2 separate regions of the Acanthopagrus latus genome follow, and region 1 is linked to region 2. The links are chromatin contacts, called in public Hi-C maps. All regions are on one chromosome and are shown on one strand. Each heading gives the region's core, a stretch centred on a gene start, on an enhancer-like site or on the middle of the called end of the contact. The rest is flanking DNA. Distances are from core to core; before and after follow the strand shown.

What was found. A called contact is a pair of places that touch in the nucleus more often than the background predicts.
Region 1: a contact with region 2 is called in a Hi-C map of muscle, with 7 times the contacts expected there. The contact joins the promoter of lsg1 here to the promoter of xxylt1 in region 2. A contact is called at or near these places in 3 of 4 Hi-C or Micro-C datasets (all in muscle).

The regions. Positions count from the first base shown.
Region 1 is chr11:17,029,797-17,036,089 of fAcaLat1.1, reverse strand. It overlaps lsg1 (large subunit GTPase 1 homolog), which reads right to left and starts at 4,703. Exons shown (of 14, transcript XM_037115793.1): 1 at 4,291-4,703; 2 at 3,611-3,737; 3 at 3,098-3,218; 4 at 2,916-3,002; 5 at 2,680-2,766; 6 at 2,526-2,586; 7 at 2,197-2,373; 8 at 1,270-1,632; 9 at 908-1,009; 10 at 651-794; 11 at 202-325; 12 at 1-20. The coding sequence starts at 4,389. It overlaps fam43a (protein FAM43A), which reads left to right and starts at 6,079. Exons shown (of 2, transcript XM_037116037.1): 1 at 6,079-6,215.
Region 2 is chr11:16,892,591-16,899,094 of fAcaLat1.1, reverse strand. It overlaps xxylt1 (xyloside xylosyltransferase 1), which reads right to left and starts at 1,781. Exons shown (of 5, transcript XM_037115418.1): 1 at 1,284-1,781. It overlaps LOC119029061 (serine/arginine-rich splicing factor 11-like), which reads left to right and starts at 2,855. Exons shown (of 12, transcript XM_037115603.1): 1 at 2,855-3,221; 2 at 4,463-4,596. The coding sequence starts at 3,100.

The DNA of each region.
Region 1 (6,293 bases), core at 3,454-5,953, 130 kb before region 2:
CGTCATGAAGCCTCTCATGTCTGAATTAGAAAGAAACACAATAATAAACTAAATACAATCTTACATAAAAAGTACTTACATAAGAAGGATTAACAAAGCTTTAAATGGAACAGGACGGTTGATCACTCAGTGATTCATTCATTTTTTTGGCCTATTTTTTTATTTATTCTCTATGGAAAAAAAATGTTCTGGCAGTCTCACATCCATAAGCCATCAACAACTCCTCGTAAGTTGGGTGCCGGTCAGGGTCTTCGTCTTCTCGTGGTCGGATGATGTTGATGCCATAGGTGCCCTCTAACACGTGCCGAGGGATCGTCTGACATATGTGACAACTCAGTTAAGGACTGAACTGTTTTTAATTAATGTTGATTATTTGAGTTCATTGCTGTAAACAAGTGAGACAACTCTTTTGTTTGTGCTACAGATCACTATTGCTTTTCCAGCTCCTACTGAAGAAGATAATCTTTTTTTTTTTTTAAATCTCAACTCCCAGTCGCAAGATGTGAGAAATTCCTACTTTCACTTTCTCAAATGTCATGTCATAAAAAAATTGCAAAACTCCTTACACAGCTCCTTTAAAAAGGTCATAAACACCTCTTCCTTATGACTGGATCGTGAAGGTGCTGTGTCAAAAAGCACACAAAGGATATAAGTGAGACTGCAGGTACGTGATCTCTCATCTGGTCGATGGGCAAGATCCCAGAGCAGATCATCTCAGCTTTGGTAGAAACAAAGGAGGGCATCACCAGACCCGGGCAGTCACAGAGGCACAGACCTGGCTCCACGTACAGAGTCTGTGACAATACATGTGAAGAAAAGGAAGCAAGAAAAAAAACACACATTATGTTTTTCTGCTGATGGAAAAAAATACTTGAATTCACATCAGGTTTAAAGTATATTACTGCACCTGAAAGTGCTTAGTGTGTCCCGGAGTGGCTGAAACGGAAACCTTCTTGTTCCTTAGAATAGTGTTGATGGTAGAACTCTTACCAACATTTGGATAACCGACCTGTTGAATTCACACAAAACAGAACAGAGTTATTGCTTTACAATCACTCAAAAACAGTAGACAAAGGCGAAGTGTTTCAGAATTTTCCATTTCAAGACATCTGAGAATATGAACTAGCATCATTTTCAAAGAATGGAAAAACACACAAAAACATTCTGTGTGAAGCATGAACTGTTCTTATTCTGACCAATGCCTGCCAAGTGCAACTGAGTTAGTAGCTCAGAAAACTCTCTTCAATAAAATGCTAATTTTTAACCCACCAGTCCGACTGTCAGTTGTCCATCTTTACATTTCTGCCCGTTGTGAGCAGCCTTAAACACTTCCAGCAGCTCATCCTTATGCAGCAGACGGCTGGAGTTGTAGAAGGTGGCTTCCCCGGATGAACGAGCAGTCCCTTTCTCTTCCTCATGCTCGTCTTCTGAGCAGGTGTACCAGTCCTCCTCTTCTACAGATATCTTCTCCTGCTCCTCTTCCTCTGTACCACTCTCTTCATCCCCCACCTCCTCTTCTGCCTTCACCTCTTCATCTCTGTGTGCCCCCTTTTCGGTCACATCTTCGTTGTCTGGCTGTCCTTCATCTTCTGGCTCGCTTTCTCCAAACTCTGGATCGTCCACTTCCATGCCCTGTGAAAACAGACATTTTGCACTTTGAAGCTAGGGTTTAAAAAGGACTATGGAGGACTGAAACTGTCCAAATCTTTCAGCAAAAAATGTAAAATAAATAGTTGCATAATGTTGCATGATGAAATATAATAGCTTAAAGAAATAAAAAAAACATGGAGAAATATTTTTTTGTGGTAAGGATGCAAAGAGGAAATACAAAAATAAATGCATAAATAAATGTAAAAAATAATTGATAAGGATATTAAAGTAGGTAAATGAATAGAGAAGCAATTTAAACAAAAATGTAAATTCATCTCACATTTGATGAATTAATAATTGCCTTCATTCTATTTTTCTATTTTGTAGAGCCTCTATAAAAGACAGCGAGTTCTGAGATGCTGAAGAACAAGACTATTCACAAACATTTTTCTAAAACATAGTGATAACTTCCACCTCCCCGCGATAAGGGAACATGGATCTATGTGGTTATCTGCTCCCAACAAATGTGATTAAGTGTATTAACACACACATTAAACTTCACAGGTGATGTTCAGAGTACAGCTCCAAAAACATCCGACTGCTCACCTTTTCTTCTGCATCCAGTCTGTTGCCCTCAGCCAGGGCAGACCAGAAAACTGCCCTCAGCCCCTCTTTCTGGAAGTGTCTGGCCCAGGCCCGCCTCTGTTCCCTGGTCAACAGGTCTGCCTTATTCACCAGCAGCATATTTACCTTATGCTTTGACACTTCCTTTACGTACAACTCCTGGAAGCACACAACAGACATATCTTTACAAAACAAAATAAAAGCAAAATGTGAGCTTTTCAACAGCCAGCGTTCACAAGTGGTTTAGAACCTGCGCTCCCCCCCCCAACAGCAATGAATGCAACTCCTCTTTCCCACCAAAGTGTACTCACCAGGTCAGGACATCTGAACAGCAAAGGATTTCTGGCATCAACAATTTGAATGACGACATCACTACAGATAAACATGAAAACAGTTTTGCCTTAAGTATTACACAAGGGGAACGCACTCCTCATTAGAGACTGGTATGGGCTGAAAAGTCTTTACCTCCTCTCGATCACTCTCCACAGTTGTCTCCAGAACTCCAGATTCCTCTCGAATGGGGTGAGAATTAACTTCTGTTCCTCTTCCAGCCTTTACAGGTAACACTTGGAGTTAGATTGCTGACATTGATACCCCTTCACCAATTTAATCAGTTACAAGGACTGTTCTTGATTTTGTAAGCAACTTTTAGACATGCAACAAGAACACAAAGGTGGCTGAGTTTACAGAAGATTACATACTCGGCAAGCTCTCGTCTCCACTCCAAGAAGCTGTCTTTCTCTGCTTGCTGAAGCGCCTCTGGACTGGTGCTCTCATCCCAGTGGGGGCTTAAAATTGGTGGAGAGATATCACAAAAATTAAACCTGCAAAACACACATCGCAGCAGTTCCATTAACTCAATTAACCAGGTCGATTTACTTACCGCCGTGGAATTCTGAGGAAATGCTTGTTCTCTTCATGCAGCGTTGCCAGCCTGGATTTCTCCTCAGCTGTTAACAAACCTGCTCTAGCTTCCACTGGCACAAACTTGATGTTGAGTTTTTCTGGGATAACAAAGCAAGAGGCAGTCAGGGACAGCAGTGAAATCAAAGAGACAGAGGTGCAGTGGATAATGTAGTATTATAAAATAAAATTATATATACATTTTTTGCATGCAAAGCTCTAAAACACAGGAAACATTGTGGATACTGGATGGTAACAGTGCAACTACATACAACACAGCATTAACGTGTACAAAATTTGCTGTGTGCCCACTAGTATTGAAAAGCAAGTTGAAAAGCAAAAATGAGAAAAAAAATAGTGTTGGAGAGAATCGCTTGTATTTGAGCACAGCTTACCATGCTTATTTAGCAGAAATACTGATAACCTCTGGCTACAAATTGCACTTCAAATCAAATTCAAGCACTTTATTTTAAGCAAATTGGGTTTTATTTACCTGCAACAAATTCTGTTCCAGCCAGTTCGGCAGTGGCCAGAAAGTCATCCATGGAGCTCTGTTCTGTCACTGACTGCAGGTTCAGCCTCCCCCAGTCATAGCCATCATTCAGCTCACTGGTGTGGAGCTGCAATTATTTAACATTAATGACGTTAATAACAAACCACACATCAACCCTAGGTTATAGAGGTGCCTCAGGGAAAGGCATCTGCAACACACTGGCTGCTTGAGGAGACATACGATTACTTTGTTGTGTAATGCCCAAATAATCTGATGGTGGTTCCAAAAATTGTCTCACAAGTGGGTAAGTTAGTAGTTCTACTAATATTGAGATTTTACGGCAAAATAATGCCCCTATATAATTCCCCCCCACGCCGAAATTCACAACAGGAACTTATCTATTACGAAAAAGTATTAAGGTATGCATTTCACGTCCGCGATAAGCAAAGCAGCGATAAAATGAAATTTTCTTAATGGAATTTGGTGCGAGCAAAGAACCACACTTTTCAGAACTATTGACAGCTCTGACGAACCCTCCGTGTACGGGAATAGATGAGTGGCAGGTCAAAAATGATCGAAAGGGAACTGGAACTTGGTATCATTATATGAAATGTGAGTTAATTATCTTTTATGGTTTGTTAAAGCGTGTATAATATAAGCTAGTTGGTGCCATGTCATACCCATGAGTCGCCTCTCTTGTTTCCTCGGCCTGCCTGAAGTCTCTCTTTTATCAGAGCTCGGCCCAGTCCGACTCCTCCGCCGGCCTTCTTCTTGCCCATAACTTCTGATGTTGTCACTAAAGTCCTCTGTTAAAATATCTCACAAAATGTAAAACGCTATCTGATGCTAGCTAGAGTCCGTACCCCATGTGCACTGCGTTGTTGTCGCAAGAACCGGAAGTGGGACAAACCAATCGAGTTTCATCTAATCCGGAAGAATCGACGTCAAATACTTAGATATTTATTCACGGCCTTCCTTTAGCTGAATTGGTTGTGAGTTTAATGTAATTTATGAACGTCACATCTACGAATATGAGCTAATGTCTGCTTTCTTCTAAGCAATTTAAACGACGCTGTTATGGTACCGTCCACTTCTCTGTCCAGCTCTCAAAGGCGCTCTGAAGAAAAGAGGACAGCCCTTACATTCGTTCCACATGCCAACGTATAGTCCTGTAACAATCAAACGAGTTATAATACAGTCCACATATAGTTCTGCAGTAAATTAAAATTAGTAAATTAAAAGTAAGTATTGCGCGAAGTAATACGTAACCCGTCCCCCAATTACAAACAACTGATGCAGTGTTGACATAAACCAAAAGATGGCAGCAAAAACCAGCAGTGTATCAGAGTGACTCACCTCCCTTATTTCCACATAAAGCCTACCAATATCATGACCTGACAGACTTTGAAAATATTTTAATACTTTACATCTAAGTTATGTATTTCTCAATTTCATGTAAGATCAAAGCTTGTGTTAATATTGCATTTCGATGTGATACAAAAGTTTTTCAACATAGAAAAGACTCTCACCGGGGAAATTCACCTGTTACAGCAGCTCAACAGTCAAAAGCAGAGGGAAAAATAGTGACCCAGTGACTGATTAAAAAAATGAAACAAGACAAAAACAAGATGAAATAGAATAATAAAAATAAAAAAACAAAATATTAATCTTTAAGACTATTTAGACTCTGTTCCTCTTTCACATGCAGATATGACCAAGGACAACTGCACATGATAATTGCACCCATATTAATGATAATACACACATGGTGTGTAGTAGTATATTAAAAAGGTATACTAAAGACAAAACCCCCCCCCAAAAAACCAACATTACTATTTGAGATTTTTTGTGTTGGTTTAATTTCAGAGGGAGAAACACAGGTTACATTTTTAGTTAATACATTACATGTATAATTAATTGTTTCAAATCTAATTTATCATCGTTTATTGCTTTGATTCTTTTATTCATTGCTATTTTTGCATTACTTGTTTCTCTGTTTCTTCTTCTGTGCTTTTGCTTGTTTTGTCGCTTTTACTCTTATGACTTGTAGTTACTCATATTGACTTTTCATGCTTTTACACGTTCTGTTCTGCCTCCTTGTTTCTACTCACCTTAGACCGTTTTTTTCTGTTATATCGTCTTCCAGAGTCTCCTGCTTTTGCTTGCTTGTCAGTGCTCTTGTTTTTAAAGGAGCTATATAAATACAGTTTATTATCATCATTGGAAAAACTGAGAGAATATGCATGCATATGGTGTTCATTGATACAAAACTCTCACGTTTGCCAGCCAGCCTGTATCTCTCTCTCTCTATACACACACACACACACACACACACACACACACACACACACACACACACACACACACACACACACACACACACACACACACACACACACACACACACACACAGGCTGGCCACAACAGCCACAACAGTTCCGTTCTCATTTGGTTCAGTCCCCCCCACAGTCACACTGAAATGGTTTCTCCCTGTATATAATCTTTGAAGCTCATCTCGCCACAGCAGACTCTTTTGTGCGCTACGTTGAGACAGCAGCGAGGACACCACTATGGACAAGAGGACTTTAGCGGACAAACAGATGAAGTACGTTGTCTTTGCGTTCACTTCCCATAGAGTAGCTCACAAATGACCTGACAGGGAGAGAAACTCCTCTAGGATTTA
Region 2 (6,504 bases), core at 532-3,031:
TAAATTAAACCTGGTTTGCTGGCTAGAAACAATAACTGCATTATGCTGATTCTGGGATGTTTTTCATAAGAACAAGTTTGATTTCTTTCCATTAGTTTGTTAATATAAGTCAGGGCTGCAAGCCTCACTTAGAATTTATAAAAGTTGCCAACTTTTCTTGTAACGCTTTTTTATTTTAATACATTGCATACTAAACATCCATACTGTATCATTTGCTTTGTAACTATGTTAAATTGTGTGTAGGTTGTATTTGGACATAGTGGATGGATGCAGTTTAATCTAGATGGCAATGTTCAATGATAAGGCCTTCCAGACTAGATTTTAAAAAACACATAATTGATTTAAGGTGATATATTTACATGGGTGTTATGAAATATTTTCGGAGCAACCTCTGTCGCACTGAGAGCATTTATGATGTCATTTGTTGACAATTTATTTTTCATCCCTATCTAACGTGTGTGCACATGTGGGTTGACCGATATGGCTTGTTCGGGGAATAGTAGAAATCAAGGAGACTAAAAACCGATAACTGGGACCGACATTCATTTGCAGTAAAAATGAAACTCATACCTCCTCTCCACCACGTTTATCTGATACATTTGGTTACTAGGCACTTTGCACATTCAGACTGATCCATGTTTACAATCTATTAATTGTGACGTGTAACAAATCAGATGGTGTTATTGGGGGGACATTTTGCAAGAGGATATTACATCAAAACCAAAGAAGCCCAATTCCGATTTTTATCAGCAGTCTGACAACAAGAAATAATCACTGATACTAGTGATCAGAAAATGCTGAAATATGGCCAGCAACTATTGGCAAGGGTAGATAATCAGTCTAGTGTGTGTGTGTGTGTGTGTGTGTGTGTGTGTCTTCATTCAGGTACAAGCAGTGTCTGGAGGCCACAAAAAAATCTTGTTCAGAAAAAAAATCACTGTGCCTGTCCTGCTGGGTAACCACCCCTCTCTTCCTGTCATTATTCCAGTACCATCATCTTCCGTGACTGGACAGTGTAAAGGTATAAATATGGTATTTTTACACTCGTGCGCCTTTAATGTTTTATGTAGTAACGTTACTTTGACTTGCCAGTAACACTTATCTATCTCTCTATCTCATATTACCTTTAACAAGGTTTTGTCAGAGCTCTGCAGGCAGTGTTTACATACAATTCATGGCAATGTTGGGCCCTAAACACTGATGCTTGTTGTGTGTTGTGTCTAAAATCCCATTGCAATAATGAACATAAAATATCATTCATCTTCTCAGAATAAGGAACTTGCCCGTCTCATGTTGTTGATCTCTGCAGTTGCATCTTGACAGCTTGCTCGGGGGGATTAAGCTGCCCTGAGTTGTTAACGTCAGTAAATCCTCCACTTCATGCAACAGCACGCTAGCAAACGTCACACTGAAATGCACCGACACTGTTAACGCTGCTTGAATTCTCTACAACTGCAATCTCTGCAGTCAGAAACATCGGAGCAACCTGTTGACATGGCCAGCTGCAAACGAGGATGCTAACTTAGCAAGCGACGACTTTGCGCCAAGACGTGTGTCGTTGAGTTGTCCTCCGCTGCTATTTGTTGAACCGGAGCACACAACAGAGCTGTCTGACTGTTTAAGAATACCGACGTGGCTCTGCATGCGTGTGTGCCTGTTAATTTACGACGGTATGTGCACGGCTTTGAGATTTCGAGAAGAAAAAAAACGCCAAAAAAGCCTCTTTGCAGAAACCGCGAGCTAGCAACAAAATACTGTGACGCAACCTTAGCCACACCCACTGTGATGTCAGCCGTATTCCGACCCATGCTGCCTTCTGGTACAGTTGGACAATTGGCAGATCGATTGTTTTTTTGTTTGTTTGTTTTTGTTTTTGAAAACGATTCAGAAACGTGTGGAACTTCGTCATCGATTTCCTTGTTTTTGGTCCGTTCTTTGTCGTAGTTCATTTAGAATAAAGTATAGGAATAGAATAAATGTATTGTCCAGTCGGAGCAGGAATATTGTCTATAGTCTCACCCAAGAAAATACAAACACGAACATGTCTACAGGATTATAAACAAAAACAAGACACATTGCATCAATAAAACAAAGATCTCTAAACTTTACAACTCTCAGTGCATTCATAACCATAATGTTCATCTTACTTTCTGATATAGTTCACTGGAATTGGCTGATTACGTAAATTGTATTTGGGGTGAAGGAGCCCATGTAGATCTTTTTCTTTGCCATGGATAAATATTCTACAGTTTGAATTAAATGTGTATACTTACTCAGCATTTAGGAAGTAACAAAAATGTTTCTGTATGTCAAAGTTCTGATGTCTAAAATCATTCTTTGGAAAACCTGTTAAGATCAGGTGGAGTTGCAGAGATGTATCAGATTGTCAGGTTGTCTCTACAACTGCACTTATACTATATATAGTTTCCATTATTGTTAAAAACAGAAAACATAATAACATAAACACCGAATCATATTCATATACTACGCATATGATGCACACTTTCTCATCTATAACATCATTTTTTCTGTAGCTTGTCCTAACGTATTTCCTTGTATTTTCTTTCATGCCATTTTTATATACTTTCCTGCATTCCAGAAATTACTTTACTGTATTTATTTAATATCCATGTTATATATTGATTGTTAATTTAAACTATTTATTGATGGATAAATATTTCGCTTCTAAATTCTATTTTCCTCTATTTATTGTCCATTAAAATATCAAATGATGAATTACTTTGAAATTAAGTTTTTATTTATGAACCGATTAATACTTTCATTACTATTTCCGCTTCACTTGTTATTTTCCATATTTGCGCGGCTAAATTTCAGAAGTACGAGCTTCAAAACTGCTCGTAAACGCAGCATCTCTGCCTCACGACATTTTGGGCAGCAGCATTGTTGCTCTCCGCTCGCGGCCGTTGTGTTCTCGTCCGCAGCAAATGTCGAACACCTTCCGCCTAAGCTAACAATGCTAGCTTTTGTGTTCGCTTGATGTTCTTTCGGTTGTAAACGTTACCTAGTTCGTCTTTTTTTGTTTTATATTCAGGCACGTTGCTAGCGTAAAGCTAGCTAGCTTGATTAGCACTCGCGAAAATGAATTCCAGCACGCACGTCATTCAGGTGACAAATGTGTCCCCGAGCACAACATCCGAACAAATGAGGACTCTCTTTGGATTCCTCGGAAACATAGAGGAGCTCAAACTGTTCCCACCTGAGTGAGTATTGTGAACTTTCAATGGATAAACCGTTTTCTGTCGCCGGCTCTTACTGAGGCCTGTAGTGTTGAGTAGGCCTCACTGCACGGCATGCTAATGCTAATAATGTTTGCCCGCGCCTTCAGTGAATGCAGCAGCAGCGGTCTGTCACTCCCCTCAGCGGTAACGTTCCTGCGTGAGGGACGTATGATATTATTGATTATTCGCCCGCTGTGTGTTTATGCTAGTCATTTAGCATAAGTTAAATTTAAAACCATTGTGCATTAAACCCAAGCTGTTAGCCGACGAACATGTGGGCAGGTAATTAATCGCAACAGCTTACGCGATTTTTTTAAGGCTACTAGGACTTTAACTAAATATTGGGGGTTGTTTCCTTGTGCTATGTGTATTAATTGTATATGATACGGGTCATTGGTTGGCCTCTAAATGTAAGAAAACAAGGTGGTAATTCTTCAGATAGAAGTAAATGGGGGTGGACAGATGTTGATTATTTAGGGCCAATGCCGATTATTGTAATTGAGGAGACTGAAAACCGATATGTTTAATTGGAAAAGTAATTGGCAGATTAATCAGTAATGTAAATAAATCACTGGACTTCTAGGTGTTAATGCTTATTTCTACCAATTGGAAAAACAAATGACACTACTCTTTTTCCCAAGAAGTTAGGGATATTGGGATATGGATGCATGCATGTGCGTGAAATTAAAGTCAAATGAAATGAGTCCCATCCTTGGGGACACAAAATATTCAAAAAATTAGATATGTCACAAAACAAATAATCAAGTGAAATACTTAAATATCCCAATATCCCAATTGTAATTCAAGTGTTAATTTTGTCAGTGACTTCCTGTTGTGAATGCCCTCATCTTACTTGGGGTGCCACTAAATGACTGCAACACACAGTAGGAAATGATCACTCTCTCCTTTGTATCCACCTCTATTGAGTAACACCTGGCATCTCAGCAGGTAGGATGTGTCAAGGACTGAAACAAGAACTTAATTCAATATTAGTTTCTTGCAGACAACCAGTGGGAATATAGATAGTGATTGATTGTGATATTTGCTCTTCAACAGATTTGTCTAATAAGATACCTTGTTGGTCTCAGAAGAGGACAATATTGTATAGCCCATAATCCATTATTAGTTTAGCTGTCCCTGGGGACACAAAACTCAGTTTGAAGAAGGCATGTTGGCTGTCCTTGTTTGTATTCTTTGCACAACATATCTGTATTTTTTTCCAGTGACTCTCCCTTGCCTGTGACTTCACGTGTCTGTTTTGTAAAGTTCCTTGAGTCTGAATCGGTGGGCGTTTCCCAACACCTGACGAACACCGTCTTCGTGGACAGAGCCTTGATCGTGGTCCCTTTTGCTGAAGGTGGGTGTCTCATTTATTTATGTATCACTCACACGGCTATTTCTGAACATACATCACAATGTGTGTAGGTTGTTTTAACTAGAATTGCAAACACTATCTGAGCCATTGTGAGTTTTTTCTGACCAAGCAAAATTAGCTAAGCTTTCCTGTGCTTGGCATTTCTAGGTATCAGAAAGGGAAATGTACATTTGTGTCCATGTCTTACAATCTAGCTGTAAACTTCTCTCTCTGTTATTTGTGTTGTGGTTTTCATAGTGGACAAGTCATTTGCAGAGAGCCCCTTCCTTGCTGGCTGAAAGTGGTCCTCTGCTGCCATCAGGAGATTAGAAAAAATAATGGCACCAGACTCGCAAGCTCCCTTCTGTCTCTTGTTCTGCAGTAAAATATTAACTCATTATTTTTTTCTCTATGTTCAAGGCATCTTTTCTTTGAAAAAGAAAAAAAAAAGAAAATTAGCCACACAACTCTTAAGCAAAATGAGGGGGTGGGGGAGAGGGTGCAGGCCATCTCGATTCCTCACATGTTCAAAAGGATTTTAAATTTTTTTTTTGCATAAAATGTATGTCAAATAGAAGGTATGCACCAAATTGGGGATGCCCCGAGCAGATTATACAGGCTGATTGATGTGGACTTGAAGTTGGAACCAGTTCTGATCCACTGTTTATATTTTCACTTTTGCACAAAATGTCTCATTGTGCTTGAACAAATAAATGTCAACAATTCAGTTTCAGTTAATGACATCTGCACTGACAACATGCAGATTAAATGGCACATTTTGGAGGTTTTGTATACCACTAAAAGATCTGCAGAAAATATACCCTTATAAAGGCGCAGTGTGTAGGATTTAATGGCATCTAGTGGTGAGGTTGGACCTTGTAACCAACAAAATAGGCCTCACCTCACCCTCCTCTATAGTGCAACTAAAAACATGAAAAAGGCAAAAAGCTGTACAGAGGCAGTGTTTAGTGTTTGTGTCTGCTAGTTTACAGCTGAAACATGGCTCCATGGAAGATACTTCTAGATATAAAATGTTCCTTCTTTAGAAATGAAAACTAGTTTCAGGTGATAATACACCAATGAAATCATAATTCAATCATTTATGTCAATAGATCCTCCTAAATCCTACACACTGGACCTTTTAAACATATTTACACTGTGTAACATACATGTAGTTGATTTGCTGCCATAACAGATCCACACTGTCACTCCTTTGTCCATTGATGTTTTTGGTTACTGGCTGATTAGATGTAAGTTGGGAGGGACAGTGGTGGGTCTAACAGGTGCAACAAAACTTAGCAAAAGAATGAGGGAGAGTCAGCCAAGCATAGGAAGAGAGGTCTAATCAGCCAAATAAGTGAAAACACTGACATGGGTGTACTTCAGAGTGGTTCACCAAATGCATCCAAGCAGGACTGTCTTATCAAATGTAATGTTGGCCTGATGAGGCTAACATTTTAAGAGAAAATACAAATAGTGGGGCAGGACTTGGTGATGGCAGAGACCTCATATATTATATGGCTGAGACGCGGAGAACATGTTCGGGACATCCCTGCACAAAGCATGCAGGATAGATGAACTAATCAGCTGTGCATGATAGAATAGATTGTGACGGTGTGTACCATCATCTACACAGTTACTGTCATCAGATGTGGTGGAAATTAATCGGCACATAATTTGATCATTAATCATGATAAGCACACAAACTGCCTTTGGCATTTACTTGCTTTATGCGCCAAAGCCTTGTGTCATTTTACACTGTGCATTGTTTCCAAATTATCACTAACACTCGAGATAAACGTAGTTTACGCCTCTGCTTGATGTTGCAGTAAAAATGCATTTTTTTATTGACCCTCTCCACACATGACTCTGAAAGAGTTGAGTGACTCTCACGTTTAACAGTGGTGTTTC